Regions from separate parts of the Mus musculus genome. Here region 2 is linked to region 1. The links are chromatin contacts, called in public Micro-C maps. All regions are on one chromosome and are shown on one strand. The core of a region is the stretch at or near the end of the contact, and the rest is flanking DNA. Distances in the headings are between cores, read along the strand shown. Region 1 holds the start of Limch1 (LIM and calponin homology domains 1). Region 2 overlaps Limch1 (LIM and calponin homology domains 1).

What was found. Hi-C and Micro-C count contacts between places; a contact is called where the count stands out from the background.
Region 2: a Micro-C map of palatal mesenchyme shows a contact between it and region 1, with 1.9 times the contacts expected there. The contact joins the enhancer-like site here to the promoter of Limch1 in region 1. A contact is called at or near these places in 2 of 39 promoter capture datasets (3T3-L1-derived adipocytes and second pharyngeal arch cranial neural crest), 3 of 484 Hi-C or Micro-C datasets (neural progenitor cells, neurons and palatal mesenchyme), 7 of 115 datasets of contacts at active chromatin or transcription factors (embryonic forebrain, embryonic hindbrain, embryonic stem cells and 3 more) and 2 of 9 other capture datasets (adipose tissue and pancreatic islet).

The regions. Positions count from the first base shown.
Region 1 is chr5:66,744,401-66,747,270 of GRCm38.p6, forward strand. It overlaps Limch1 (LIM and calponin homology domains 1), which reads left to right and starts at 1,489. Exons shown (of 26, transcript NM_001001980.3): 1 at 1,489-1,605. The coding sequence starts at 1,510.
Region 2 is chr5:66,825,607-66,828,512 of GRCm38.p6, forward strand. All of the region lies in intron 1 of Limch1 (LIM and calponin homology domains 1), which reads left to right. Among named protein-coding and RNA genes, the nearest start is that of Gm52776, 67 kb to the right of the region's middle. Within about 2 kb of position 1,440, at least 3 of the 459 cell types and tissues checked have an H3K27ac peak or open chromatin away from gene starts, as enhancers often do. A contact at or near this core is called in palatal mesenchyme, where this site is marked.

The DNA.
Region 1 (2,870 bases), core at 239-2,738:
GTTTCCTTCTCCACTTGTCCCTCCTCCAGGCCTCTCCCAGCATGCTTGCCTCCCAAATGCACTGGTGCAGCCATTTCAAGAGCAACATGAGCAGCTTATTAAAAATCAACTGGCACCTTCTCTCCTCAACACAGGCCATCTCTTACCAGATAGCTCATTCTACAACATCTTTTGATTCCCATGTTTATTGTCTGCTCCCCAGTGTGAATATCGGTATTGTGAATATCTAGAGAAATACATACAGAGAACGGTGTCTCATATAGCTCAAGTTGGCTTGTGCAATGGATGACTTTGAATTTCTGATCTTCTGCTTGCACCTAGTGAGTGCTGGGATTATGAGCTTGTACTTCCAAGGACATGACGCTGGGGACAGAAAGCAGGGTGAGCTGCATGCTGGGTAAGCGTTCTACCAACTGAGCTATATCCCAGTCTAAGTGTACGTATCTTGAAGGCAAGTTCTTAGAATTGTGTCTTGCTGTGATGAAACACCATTATCAAAGCAACGGGGGAGGAAAGGGTATTGGCTTACATTTCCCTATCTCGCTGTTCCTAATCAAAGGAAATTAGGACAGGAATTCAAGCAGGGCAGGAGCTGATGCAGAGGCCATAGAAGGGTGCTGCTTGCTAGCTTGCTCTTCATGGCTTGCACAGCCTACTTTCTTATAGAATCCAGGACCACCAGCCTAGGGATGGTGCCACCCACAATGGGCTAGGCTCTCCCTCGCATTTTCTCAGTTAAGGTTCCCTTGTTTCAGATAATTCTAACATGTGTCAACTTGACATAAAACTAACCAGCACACATTTTAGGAGTTTTTGTTTGTTTGTTTGTTTGTTTGTTTTTGTTTTATCCCTCCCTGCCCCCACCCCACCCCCCATTCCCAATCCGGCAGTCCTAGGTTCCTAGCTTGGTGGTTGGAGAATAATAAGAGCTGAATAAATCCTGTGAATGAGTCAACAGGCTAAGGCCCAGGTAGCTTGCGGGGAGTCCCTCCCCTTTTAACAGAAAGATCTGGCGGTTGCCTTGTGAACACCTTAGAGTGCTGGGTCCGGAGCTGCAGCTCTAGGCCTCAGGTCTGTAGCTGGGAGGGACAGCAGGTGCCAGTCAGTCCTCCAGTTCTGCCGCAGTAGTGCTGTTTCCCCGCCCAGCTTCACCCAAGGTGCAGCTCGACCTGCTACCCAAAGTAGCCGGCCGGAGGCAGGACAAGCGGGGTGGCGGGCCGTGTTCCTCCCACGGTCCTTGCATGAGCCCGGGAAGGACGCCCGGAGCTCCTGGCAGGTTATTTTTAGTTGGGGGAGGGGACGAAGCGGCGGGCCCGGGCGCCACTGGCTGAGGTGGCCACGGTGTCCTCCGGCAGTGCGCGCCGCTGTCCTCCGGGACCTGCGCTCGGTGGGGGCGGGGAAGGCGGCTGGAGAGCGCGGCGGGCGGGAAGGGGCGGAGAGCGCGCTCCTGCGGAGGAGGCTGTGCTCATCCCGGCGGCCGAGCGCTCCAGTACTCGCCGGGCTTCGCAGATGGCTTGCCCCGCTCTCGGTCTGGAAGTCCTTCAACCCCTGCAGCCCGAACCACCTCCGGAGCCTGCCTTCGCCGAGGCACAGAAGTGGATCGAGGTAGGTGCCGCCACCGGCGGGCGGCCTTGCAGGGGCGCCCCAAGCTGCTGCCCCGAGAGCAGCGACCTCAGGTCCAGCCTTCCCCCACTTTCGTGGCCAGCTTCCCCAGGTCATCCTCCGCGGCCTTCGGAAGACTGAGATCCCTTGGCGTTGGGGCTCTGGGATGGTGGGCGTGAACAGGGGGGACACTGCGGTCTAGCTGTGCGCCCAGGGGCAAGAGGCTGTCCCCTGCGCCTTCATCCCTGCTGCCTGCGGAGCTCGCAATCTCCGCTTGGTTTGCAAGTGCTGCTACGGAAAGCGCAGTGCGAGCCGTAGCGCTGCAAAGGCTACAGGGGCTCGAGCTTCCAGAGCCCTTTGCGGGAGCCGCATTTCGGGGTGTCCCGCTCACTGCTCCACATTCCCTTGGCCTCTCTCTTCTCCCTTCCGGAGCAGAGTTGGCAGTATCACCACTGAGGCTCATACCCATCCAAGCCTCTTGGCTGTGTTCTGGCACCCGTTCAGGTGCAAGGTTGGCGCAGAGCACAGCGTAGGGGGGAACCTGCAAGACCTAGTTGTGAGTGCGCTATCCGTAGACACGCTGCCCAGCTATCGGTTGTCCCAGAGACCGCAGGGTGGGCTGCAGCAGGCCCCGTACCGGGCCAGGTTGGCACATTTCACTTCTTAAATGACTCGGTGGAAGGCCAAGGAAATCACTGGAGCTCTCGGCTCAGTCCAGGAAGCGCTCGCTGGGTGATCCTGATTCATGATGTCTATCTGCAGGTGCAGCTCAGTAGCCCTGCTATTCTGAAACAATCCGGTCTTTGGGTTCAGGACGCGTGGAGGGCGAGAGTGGGAGAGGTGATTTGTGATCCACTCTTGGAATTCCTATGAACCACCTTTTAAAATGCCTTGTAGAAGAGGAATTTGGCTAAATGGCGCGCAACCCCCTTGGCCTGAGAGTTCAAAGGAGGATGTGTGCAGCTAAGTCGTGACCAAGCAAGAATACGCTTCAGAGAACTCAGATGGTCGCTTAGCGACCCCATCCCCACCCTTGGGACAGCCCAGGTCTCCAATGTTGGTAGGGTGATAGAACTATAGGGCTGTATATTTAAACCTGCTGGGTTGCCTGCAGAGGCTATTGCTGGAAGGCTCAGCCACAGGCCGCCACCTTTCAGGGTCAACCAGCTTCATGGATGCAAAAAAGCTCCTTAGCGTTTGGAGCCATCTATTTAAAAACGGAACTAAGGAAACAATATATACCAGGCACCATTACTAAAAGTCAGGGC
Region 2 (2,906 bases), core at 190-2,689, 81 kb after region 1:
GGAAGCATTTCACCTACTTGAGTCATTTTGTTGATAAAAAGATATTTCCTTTCAGATATTTTTATTACTCTCTGAACTCTTGTCTTTTAATCTCGTTTGAAACCTTGACAGACCAAAGACTTCAGTAGTCAGGGACATTGCCTGTTCTTCAGTGGATATTGTCGAAAGTCATGGCAATCCATCTTCACCCTTCAGCTCTGCAAGGCCAATGTTCAGAGGCTAAATCTTACATAGTTCCCTCCAGACCTCAAAACTAGATGGGTCTTCCATCGTGGTTGCAACGGCACTTTATCTGTCTGTACCTCTTTCATATTTACCACAGGCTGCTGGATCTCTCTCCATGGATTGATGAGAGCTCATCTTTGAGAGAGGAAAAAGTGTTAGCCATCTTTGTGGCACCTATAGCATCCATGCTTTGTATGTGTGAGGTGACTGAGGAATACTGTGGGCATACTTCAGTACCTGGTGTGTCTTGGGACATTTTGTGGTTTGGAGTTGGAATCACACCGGTGTGTTCTTATTGTAGGCTGTTGGTCAGAGGGCACATGGCACTGTGGAAGAATCCTAGAACTTCAGAAAATAAGGGGCCTCAGTGGTGAGATAATCACCTCTGCTCACCTTTGGGATGAGGGTGGGGGTGGGGGATGGAGAGGAAGGAAACCTTACACTGTATGAGTATTCATCTTACACCCAAAGCTTAACATCACTGTTTTGAGGGGTCTGCCCAGCCCTCAGTCCTCACCTCATATACTTGCCTACTCCTCACTGTCACCTTCAGACACAGCACAGTCCTTCTCTTCAGTAGCTCCCTTTGTGGCCCTCGCCACCAGTACTTGTAATTCCAAGCACACTGAATACGTGTGTCTCCCACTACAGTGAGAAGCCCCTCGGGGCCTGGGGTAGACTATTCAGTCAATAATGGAATGAGTCAACTAGTCGGCCATCACTCTTTTGTTAAATAAAACTAAAATTTATTTTCCGTTTCATTAGTAGGTAGAGAAATTATCCTGAAGAACGTTTATGTGTTTGCTAATGGAGATTAGTAAAAAACAATGGAGCTTTTTCAAAAGGTTGTTGTGGGGAGGAGAGATGGGGGGTGAGGATGAGAATGAACACATGCACGAGGCTGTCTAGGGGCGGTGCGTGCTTTCTGGTTGTTTTTGAAAGACAAGGCAGGGATGTAAGATGTGCAGGGCACAGCAACATCCACAGCAGGCTCTTTTCAGGGAAGAAAGTGTGAGTCTGATCTGATCTGATTATAACTTACCTCTCATACATGGTGGGTGTGCTTTAAGGACAATCCCACGTTTGGCTGTGAGACAGTGGAAAAACGGCAATCCTGACCTCTCATTCTGCAGCAGAGGCTTTTAGAGCTCAGAGGCGTGTATAGCTGTGGGGTTTAGCCCTCCTCCTTCCAGTGTCTACGCAGCTTTCCTGCTTTATGGAAAGATCCCTTGTTGACTGATTGGTTGTGGTTACTGACATGTGTACGCTAGATCCAGCCATAAGACACGCCGTGTTTTTCTGTAGGTTTGACCACTGTAAATATTTATGTGGAGTTAATTCTCCAGAATGCAGCTCTCTCAAATTAGAAGGAGAACAATAGCTGAGCATTCTATACGATGAAGAAAAAGAAGCTGTTATCCATTACAGTGTTTAAAAGAATGGCTTCAGATAAAAGGATGACTTGTTATTGAATATGTCAGTCAATATTGGGGGCAAACTTTGCCTGGTCACATCTGGGTGTGTTTCCTTAATCCTGAAAGGAAAGAGGTGATCCAGGAACAATGTGCCTGGAAGCAGAGCTGGATGGAAGAAAAAGGGGAAACATTGTTTGAGATGCTTCATATAACTGAGGAGGGGGGCTGGGAGAAGACATGGCCGTGGTCCTGAAGTGAACAAGGCTGGCTGATGATGGTTGGTCACCGTTGCATGTTCTGCTGAGTTATTTAAGTCCTAAATTTTTCCTACAGTCTTCTATGATGACAGGTGTTGTGTTTTATAAAAATAAAGGAGGAGAGAAGAAATATATGGGTGTGTAGTCAGGTGTGGGGGTGGGGTTGCCTCCGTGGGCCCATGCTGAGGCATCCCTTTCCCCCTGAGGGACCATTCCATAGTATAGAATAGAGTTTATTCAGGACATGGGGAGGAGAGTCAAGAGGATAATAGAGACAGAGAAAGGGAGGGGAGAGAGAGAGAGAGAGAGAGAGAGAGAGAGAGAGAGAGAGAGAGAGAGAGAGAAGGAAGAAGAAGAAGAAGAAGAAGTAGAAGAAGAAGAAGAAAAGGAGGAGGAGGAGGAGGAGAAGGAGAAGGAGAAGGAGAAAGAGAAGAAGAAGAAGAAGAAGAAGAAGAAGAAGAAGAAGAAGAAGAAAAGGAGGAGGAGGAGGAGAAGGAGAAGGAGAAGGAGAAGGAGAAGGAGAAGGAGAAGGAGAAGGAGAAGGAGAAGGAGAAGGAGAAGGAGAAGGAGAAGGAGAAGGAGAAGGAGAAGGAGAAGGAGAAGAAGAAGAAGAAGAAGAAGAAGAAGAAGAAGAAGAAGAAGAAGAAGAAGAAGAAGAAGAAGAAGAAGAGAAGTAGAGGCCGACCATGAGCATGGGACGGGGGAGGTGAATGGGAGAGAGAGAGAGGGTAAGGGGCAAGAGGACAGAGTGAGAACAAGAAAGCAAGAGGTGGGGGGCAAGCAGTCCCTTTTATAGTGGGTCAGGCATACCTGGCTCTTGCCAGGTAACTGTGGGGTAGAGCCTAGACAGTTCACATGGGTGTGTGTACCAGTGTGTGGTGTATGTACACGTTGTGTGTGTAGAGGCCAGAGATGGGAGTTGGGTGTCTTCTTTAATCACTCCCTACCTCATCTTTTGAGATGGTCTCTTACTGAATCTGGAGCTCACCCATTTGGCTTGGCTGGCCAG